Linked DNA regions of Mus musculus: region 2 is linked to region 1. A link is a contact called in public HiChIP or PLAC-seq data. All regions are on one chromosome and are shown on one strand. The core of a region is the stretch at or near the end of the contact, and the rest is flanking DNA. Distances in the headings are between cores, read along the strand shown. Region 1 holds the start of Gpd1l (glycerol-3-phosphate dehydrogenase 1-like). Region 2 has its middle 15 kb from the start of Gm9888.

Region 1 (3,683 bases), core at 315-2,814:
TCAACCACTGGAGCTGGGGGATGGGGTCTCCTGTGCTCCCCTCCCCCGCCCCAGGCAGGCCTGGAACTCATTATGCAGCAGAGCCTCGCTGTGTAACCAGACTATACAGATCAGGATGGCCTCCAATTCATACAGACCTGCCCATTTGGGTATTAAAGGCATTTATCACCACACACAGTTTGACTTGGTGTTTTAAAATGATCCCACTGTTTGGCCTTGGCTGACCTGGAACTTGCTATGTAGACCAGGCTGGCCTTGACTCAAAGAGACTAATTTGCCTCTGCCTCTAGAGTGCAAGAAATAAACCTATTCTATTTTTAAATTAAATTTATTTTAAACCAGACATTAATTTAATGAATTTAATTTAATCCAGATAGTTGCCTTTAATCCCAGCATTTGGGAGGGAGAGGCAGACAGACCTCTTGTGAGTTTGAGGCCACCCTGGTCTTTAGCATGTTTTAGACCATCCAGGGCTACACTGTGAGACTCTGTCTCAACAAATGAATTAATTAAAATAAGTTTGTTTACTATTGTGAGGCTGTGCGATTCTCTCCTTCCTCCGTGGGCCCTGGAGATCTGACTTCCATTAGGGTTACACCTTTCCTTGCTAAGTGAGCTAGCACTCTCCATTCTTGCTTTTGCTTTGTGATAGGGGCTCACGTGACCCAGGTTAGCCTCAAACTCACTGTCTAGTTAAGGATGACATTGAACTGCCGATCGTCCTGTCTCTACCTCCCTGAAGCTGAGATTACAACACATTCCACCATCTCTGTTTTTCGCGGCCGCGGCGTGCCCAATTGCAGTACAGCAGTTTGGATGGCTTTTTTGTGAAGCTCTGGCAGGGAGAGAAAAGGGGCATGCCCTTTGGGTAACCGTATGAGGGGGACAGTTCAAGTTTCTGCTTTGATCCTGTGTAGACAAGTTTTCCATCCTGAAATGCAAGGGTACTTGTTTGCGACAAGGTGGCCTCCCATTTTTATTTGGCCAAGGATAACCTGGGACTCCAGATTCTCCCTCCGTCTCCCACGTGCTGTGATTACAGGCCAGAGCCACCAGGCGCTAGTGTTTGAACTTCCTGTGTTCAATCTAGTTCTCTACCAACTGAACTACGACGCCACCCTTGTAGAGTAGATACTCCCAGATCAATGGCAGAAGACTTAAAGCTCCAGGCTCGCTAGGAAATTCAGGGGTGCCTGGACTTGTCCCGTTTATACGAATTTGACAGCCGTTGTTAAAGCAGGCGCAGGCTCCAAATCTGGGTGAATTCATAGTCAACTACTTAGGCTGTCTAGGCTCCACCCTTAAGTGATAGTTGTCCCTGCGCAAATTGCGATTAGGTGACACTTGTATAAGTTGGGTCGGGCTTGCTCTGTCCAGGATAGTGACACTCAGCAGCAGGAGCTCAGAGCTCCAGTCTGCGCAATAACATTGGCCTGCACGTGGCCCGCCTGGAACTGAAAGGGAGCCCGCAGGGAGGTGGACTACACATCCCAACATTCCTAGGGCAGGGGTGGGGCGACACCGGAGGCTGACCCGGCCACCCACCCGGACCAGGCGTGCGCAGTGGTTCCTGGGAGTGGTGGGGCGGGTCCTCCGGGCTGTCAGCTGTGGCCCTAGGCGCCTAGGCAGGGTGGCGGTGGCCATTGGCGGACAGGAGGGCGGGGCGGGGTCGCCCGGAGCGCCTATACTAGGCCGTTCCTGTGGAGGTGAGCAGCCGGCCTGGGAGGCACAGTGTGTGTTGCAGCGATCCGACTTGCAGCAGCGATCCGACTTGCAGCAGCGATCCGGCTTGGCCCTGAGAGGAAGGCTGTGCAGCAGCGATCCGGCTTGGCCATGGCAGCGGCGCCTCTGAAAGTGTGCATCGTGGGCTCGGGGAACTGGTGAGCAGAGGCGGGTGGGCGGCGCGGTCTCCGCCTCCAGGAAGCCCCGGTTCCGGGCCGGCCAGGGTTGCTCTCCCGCTGCTTCAGCGTGGACACCAGGGCATCGCGGGTAGGCAGAGAGGCGGGCCTGCGACCGCCTGTCCCGGTTGGACACTGCACGGACAGAGGCCACGCCGAGGAACCAGAGCGCGAGGTGCGGGGCCAAGGTGGCCCGGGTGGTAGCGCGCACCGCGCCCGCGGGCACCTGTTTGCGCACTGGTAACCCTGCGGTTAGGGCCACCTGCTCGCCACGCCCGGGTACTTGGCAAAACAACCCAAGGGCGTTCTCTATTCTCCCCTGCCGATCACCCCCGTGGAGGAATTTGCAGAGGCTCAGTTGTCCTTACTGCAGTTTTGGGATTGGGGAAACGGAGGCACAGAGCGTGAGAAGGGTCCTTGCTACCTGGGACAGTGCTGGCTTCAAGAGACAGTTCTCATTTCCTCTGGCGAGTGGTTCCCAATCATGTTAACGTGGTATCCGAGAAGAGAAAACAAGCCCCCAACCGGGACGTGAGGGTCCCAGGGAAAGGTGTTTGCAGAGCTTCGCGTCACCACTGGGCTGTATTTTCTGACTTAACTTGTAAAGTGCTTGGTGCTTAGAGGGCTTTGAAGCTCCTCCAGTAGTTTGCATACCTTGGTGGCCCTTAACGCAGGAGAAGTTGGGGGTCTCCGTGAGAAGGAGGCAGAGTATGGTGCGTTCCAGACTTTTCCCGCGGCCCAGGGGTGGAACAGTTGAAGGCCATTCTCGTGGCTTCTGTCCCCTTCTGTTTTCCTGTGGTCTGACGCACACCACAGTTCAGGCTGCTAGAAGCGGTACTGTTCTGGAGTCGTCGGAGCCACCTGACTGGTCTTTGAAAACTTGGCTCTGAAAGGACTTTTGGAGGAAACCTTAGCTGGCTGGACCGGTGGCCTCTCCCCGGCCTCCTATTGCTGGCCTCTACCCTTGCGTTGGCCTCAGTCCTTTACCTGGTGCCTGGCATATACTAAATAAAAAAATTTTTTTTCTTTGAGGCAGGTTTTACTTTAGCTCTGGCCTGATAGTTGCTGGGTAGACCAAGCGATCTACTCTCAGATTTGATTGCTGCTATTAAAGACGATGCAAGGGCCACATTGCCCAGCCCACTCCCCCCCCCCCCCTTTGGTTATGGAGATCGAACCTCTTGAGTAATAATGAATGCTCTGTCGTGGAGGAGACTCCTTACATCACCCACACTCAAATTACGTAAAACTACTCTGTTGCTAAGTTAATACTCTGGTGCTGTTGTAGATCAGACCCTGGGGCCTTGCTTCTAGGAAGCAACTCCACTCCCAGCCAGACTGCCATGTGTTTTGGTTTTTTGAGGCAGGGTTTCTCTTAGCCTTGGCTGTCCTGGAACTCACTTTGTAGACCAGGCTGGCCTCGAACTCAGAAATCTGCCTGCCTCTGCCTCCCAAGTGCTGGGATTAAAGGCGTGTACCACCAGTGCCTGGCTCTGCCATGTGTTTTAAAAGCCAAGAGTTGTAGTAACACCTGCCTGGAATTCCAGTCCTTGACGGGGCAGACAGAGGAATCAGAAATTTAAAGTCATGCTTTTTATTTTTATTACAGTTTATTTTTTTTAAAGATTTTTTTTAAATGTTCTTTTATATATATGAGTACACTGTAGCTGTCTTCGGACACACCAGAAGAGGGCATCAGTTCCCATTACAGATGGTTGTGAGCCACCATGTGGTTGCTGGGAATTGAACTCAGCACCTCTGGAAGAGCAGTCAGTGCTCTTACCG
Region 2 (3,683 bases), core at 502-3,001, 180 kb after region 1:
CCCTGATCTTCCTGCCTCCCTGTTCCAGATGCTGGGATTATAAGTATAAACCACAGACCCCTCTGTGTTTATCAACCAGCCTTACAATAAGTAAATGTCATTTGTGTTATTAGTTGTGGATATTTGCCGATTCCCTGTTCTATAGAATAGACTTTCAAGAATGAACTGAATTGAAGAGATTTTTCCCTTTTTTTTAAAGATTTATTTATTTATTTTATGTATATGAGTATGCTGTAGCTGTCTTCAGACACACCAGAAGAGGGCATCAGATCTATATTGCAGATGGTTGTGAGCTACTTTGTGGTTGCTGGGAATTGAACTCAAGACCTCTGGAAGAGCAGTCAGTGCTCTTAACTGCTACACCATCTCTCCAGCCTGAAAAGATTTTTTTTTTTTTGCTATTAAAAAATAAATTTAATTCACTTAATAGAGTGCTCATCCAGCATGCAAAACATGCCCTCAGTGAAGAAGCCTGTGGTGGTCCGTTCATAATAACAAGGCAGAAGTGGAGACAGGAGGATCGGAATTCAACCAAGGGCAGGCCAGGATAGACCAACCTTTACTAAAAACAAAAAGGTAAGTGTTGTGTAACTCCTGCATTCTGGAGGCTGAGGCAGGAAGATGCTAAGTCTGAAGCTAGCATAGCTACACGTAGGGAGACCTTGTCTCAAAAAAAATAAAATAAATAAAAAAGTAAAAATGTAAAAATCATTTTAAGGTATCTTTTGTTGTTTTGGTTTTGGTCTTTTTGAAACAGGGTTTCTCTGTAGCCTTGGCTGTTTTGAAACTAGCTCTGTAGACCAGGCTAGCCTTAAATTCTGTGATCCACTTGCCTCTGCCTCCCAAGTGCTGGGATTAAACAAAACAAACAAGCAAAAAACCCAAAAATTTAAGCCACCACGATCCCAAAAAAGTGAGTTCCAGAACTAACACAGAGAGACTATATATATATATATATACATATATACATATACACATATGTATATATATGTGTATATATATATATTAATAATAGTTGAACATTTTTTTAAAAGTTTGTAAGAAACCGGTATGAAAGATGCTTCTAACCTTACAATGGCCTGGGTGACCAGCTCCAAGAGGCTTCCCCTCAGAAAATACTCACTACCTCCTGGGAAGGTGAGGACAGTCAGTAGGTTCCTAAGATTTTACTGTCTTCTTATGTATCTAGAAAAACTGCAAAAATAAAAAATATCCTCATGCGCGCGCACACACACACACACACACACACACACACACACAACCGATTGGCTACCACCTGAGGATGATCGCTGTCCGGATCAGTCAGGGTTCTCTAAACTGCGGCAGATCCTGCCTTCTGGGCGCTTCGCTTCGGAGGTGGCAGCTGGCCCAGGGCTGCCAGCTGCTCACTGATGCCAGCTGCCCCAGTGACCCAGAAAATTGGAAATCTGGGCCTTCTAGCTAAGCATCTCCCAATCTGGAAACGTTGCCAACGAAACCTAGAAACGAAGCTGAAACCAAACAAGCCCTGTCTGGGGGCACACCCGGCCGGCTCGCCCACTGGCAAGTGACCCCGCGCGTGTCCTGGCGGTAAAGCGGGGAAGTCCTGCTGAGGCCCGCAGGGCTGCCAGCTGTTTCCTCTGCGGCCTCGCCAGGCGGAAGCCTCCCTCCCCTGCCGCAGTTGTGCATGCCTGCAGCAGCCTCTCCTCCCAACCGCGCTCTACTTCCTAGTTGCAGAAACTCCACCCTTAGGTGGAGGCCACCGACTTGCGCCCACTCGTGCAGCGCGCGCCCCCTGGCGACCAGAGGAACGCACTGCCACTCCTGCCCGGCCAGAGCAGAGGCTGAGGTTCTGACGTAGAGCAGAGATGTGCACACTTCTGTGGACGCACAGATTAGTCATAGTCTTCCATTCAGGGCACACAATAACCACTGGCCCACGCCTGGCCGTCCCCTTCCTACCTTCAGATTAGCTTTCCCCTTAATTTCTCGAGAGAGATAGCTCTCTCTCAAGCACGCGCACACACACAGGATTTATTAGAGTGGCTTGCAGGGGACACAGGCTTGCCCAGATACTTTGGTTCTCGTAGATTGCAGATGTGGCCGAGTTGACAACCAAGATTAGCCATCACATGATGCTTATCGTCTCTTGCGCCCATCTTTCTCTTTCCACCATCACTTCCGGAACCACCGATCACCACACAGTTGCTTTTCTTATGTTAGTTCTACTCTAGAGCACATGAGTTCATATGTCAGCAGGGGACATCCCCGTGTAGCCTTGGTGGCTTTATTTGCCTGTCACCCTACTGGCCTCAAGCCACACCTTCTCTCCCACATCCTTAATTTATTTTAAAGATAGGGTCTCAGTGGAGATAAAGGCACAGTCCTTTAATCCCAACACTCGGGAGTCGGGAGACAGAGGAAGGTGGATCTCTGTGAGTGCAAGGCCAGCTTGGTCTACAAAGTGAGTTCCAGGACAGCCAGGAATATAGGGTCAAACTCTGTCTCAAAAAAGAAAAAAAATAGGGTCTTACTCTGTACCTATGTACCCCAGGCTGCCCTGGAACTCATAATGATCCTCCTGTCTCAGCCTCTCAGTCTGGGATTATAAGTGTACACCACTGTGTTGGGCATCTCCTTATTTTTAAAACATTTATTATTTTTATTTTATGTGTTTGAGTGTTTTGCTTGCATGCATGTGTGCAAACATGCACACATGGTACCTACAGAGGCCAGGTTAGGGTGTCAACTCCCCTAGAGCTGAAGTGACAGATAGTTGTGAGCCACCACGTAGGTTATATAACATGTCTGTTATTCCAACACTGGGAGGTGGAAGCAGAAAGATCAGAAGTTCCCTGCTGAGAGAGGCGGGAGGAAGAACAACAAAAAATACAAATACAAAATGTTGAGGACTGTATAAACATTTTATTTTATACACGAGTGCTCTATCTGCATGTACACCTGCATGCCAGAAGAGGGCATCAGATCCCATTATAGATGATTGTGAGCCACCTTGTGTGGTTGCTGGGAATTGAACTCAGGACCTCTGGAAGAGTAGACAATGCTCCTAACCATTGAGCCATCTCTCCAGCCCCCCACAAAAATTTGTTTAAAGGGCTGGTGAATATGTTCAGCAAAAAAAAGGCATTTGCTGAGTTGGATCCTGGGTCTCCCTCATGGTGGACAAAGAGCCCTGCCTCCCACAAGTCTGACTTCTAACAGGCACTGTAACATGCACATACACAGACATATAGGAACATTAAAAATAAGTTGGGGTGCCGGGCGGTGGTGGCGCACGCCTTTAATCCCAGCACTTGGGAGGCAGAGGCAGGCAGATTTCTGAGTTCGAAGCCAGCCTGGTCTACAAAGTGAATTCCAGGACAGCCAGGGCTATACAGGGAAACCCTGTCTCGAAAATAAATAAATAAATAAGTAAATAAGTAAATAAATAAATAAATAAATAAATAAGTTGGGGTAATGAGAATCCTTGCTGCCTTTTACAGCTGCCTTTATTTTAAAAAGTTTCTGTGATGCATATTACTTATAGAACTATAATTTAGCCTAAAAAAAAAAAAAAGACATCTCAGAGCGGTCAAGACTACAATTGTGTGTTCACACACGTTCATGTGTGCAGTACACATGTGTGAACATGCATAAGCACATGGGTGTGTAGACCAGAAGAAACCAGAGTTTCCTGGGAGCCA

What was found. HiChIP or PLAC-seq counts read pairs in DNA pulled down with a chosen protein or histone mark.
Region 2: an H3K4me3 HiChIP or PLAC-seq map of the 230-238 cell line shows a contact between it and region 1, with 18 read pairs. The contact joins the enhancer-like site here to the promoter of Gpd1l in region 1. A contact is called at or near these places in 10 of 39 promoter capture datasets (HPC-7-derived erythroid cells, cranial neural crest, embryonic stem cells and 5 more), 1 of 15 datasets of contacts at CTCF or cohesin (large pre-B cells), 13 of 484 Hi-C or Micro-C datasets (CD4 T cells, the G1E-ER4 cell line, Th1 cells and 6 more), 19 of 115 datasets of contacts at active chromatin or transcription factors (the 230-238 cell line, bone marrow-derived dendritic cells, bone marrow-derived macrophages and 10 more) and 4 of 9 other capture datasets (adipose tissue, embryonic stem cells, liver and 1 more).

The regions. Positions count from the first base shown.
Region 1 is chr9:114,931,868-114,935,550 of GRCm38.p6, reverse strand. Gpd1l (glycerol-3-phosphate dehydrogenase 1-like) reads left to right here and starts at 1,564. Exons shown (of 8, transcript NM_175380.5): 1 at 1,564-1,880. The coding sequence starts at 1,834.
Region 2 is chr9:114,751,054-114,754,736 of GRCm38.p6, reverse strand. No RefSeq gene overlaps it. Among named protein-coding and RNA genes, the nearest start is that of Gm9888, 15 kb to the left of the region's middle. Within about 2 kb of position 1,751, at least 226 of the 459 cell types and tissues checked have an H3K27ac peak or open chromatin away from gene starts, as enhancers often do. A contact at or near this core is called in the 230-238 cell line, the G1E-ER4 cell line, Th1 cells and 11 more, where this site is marked.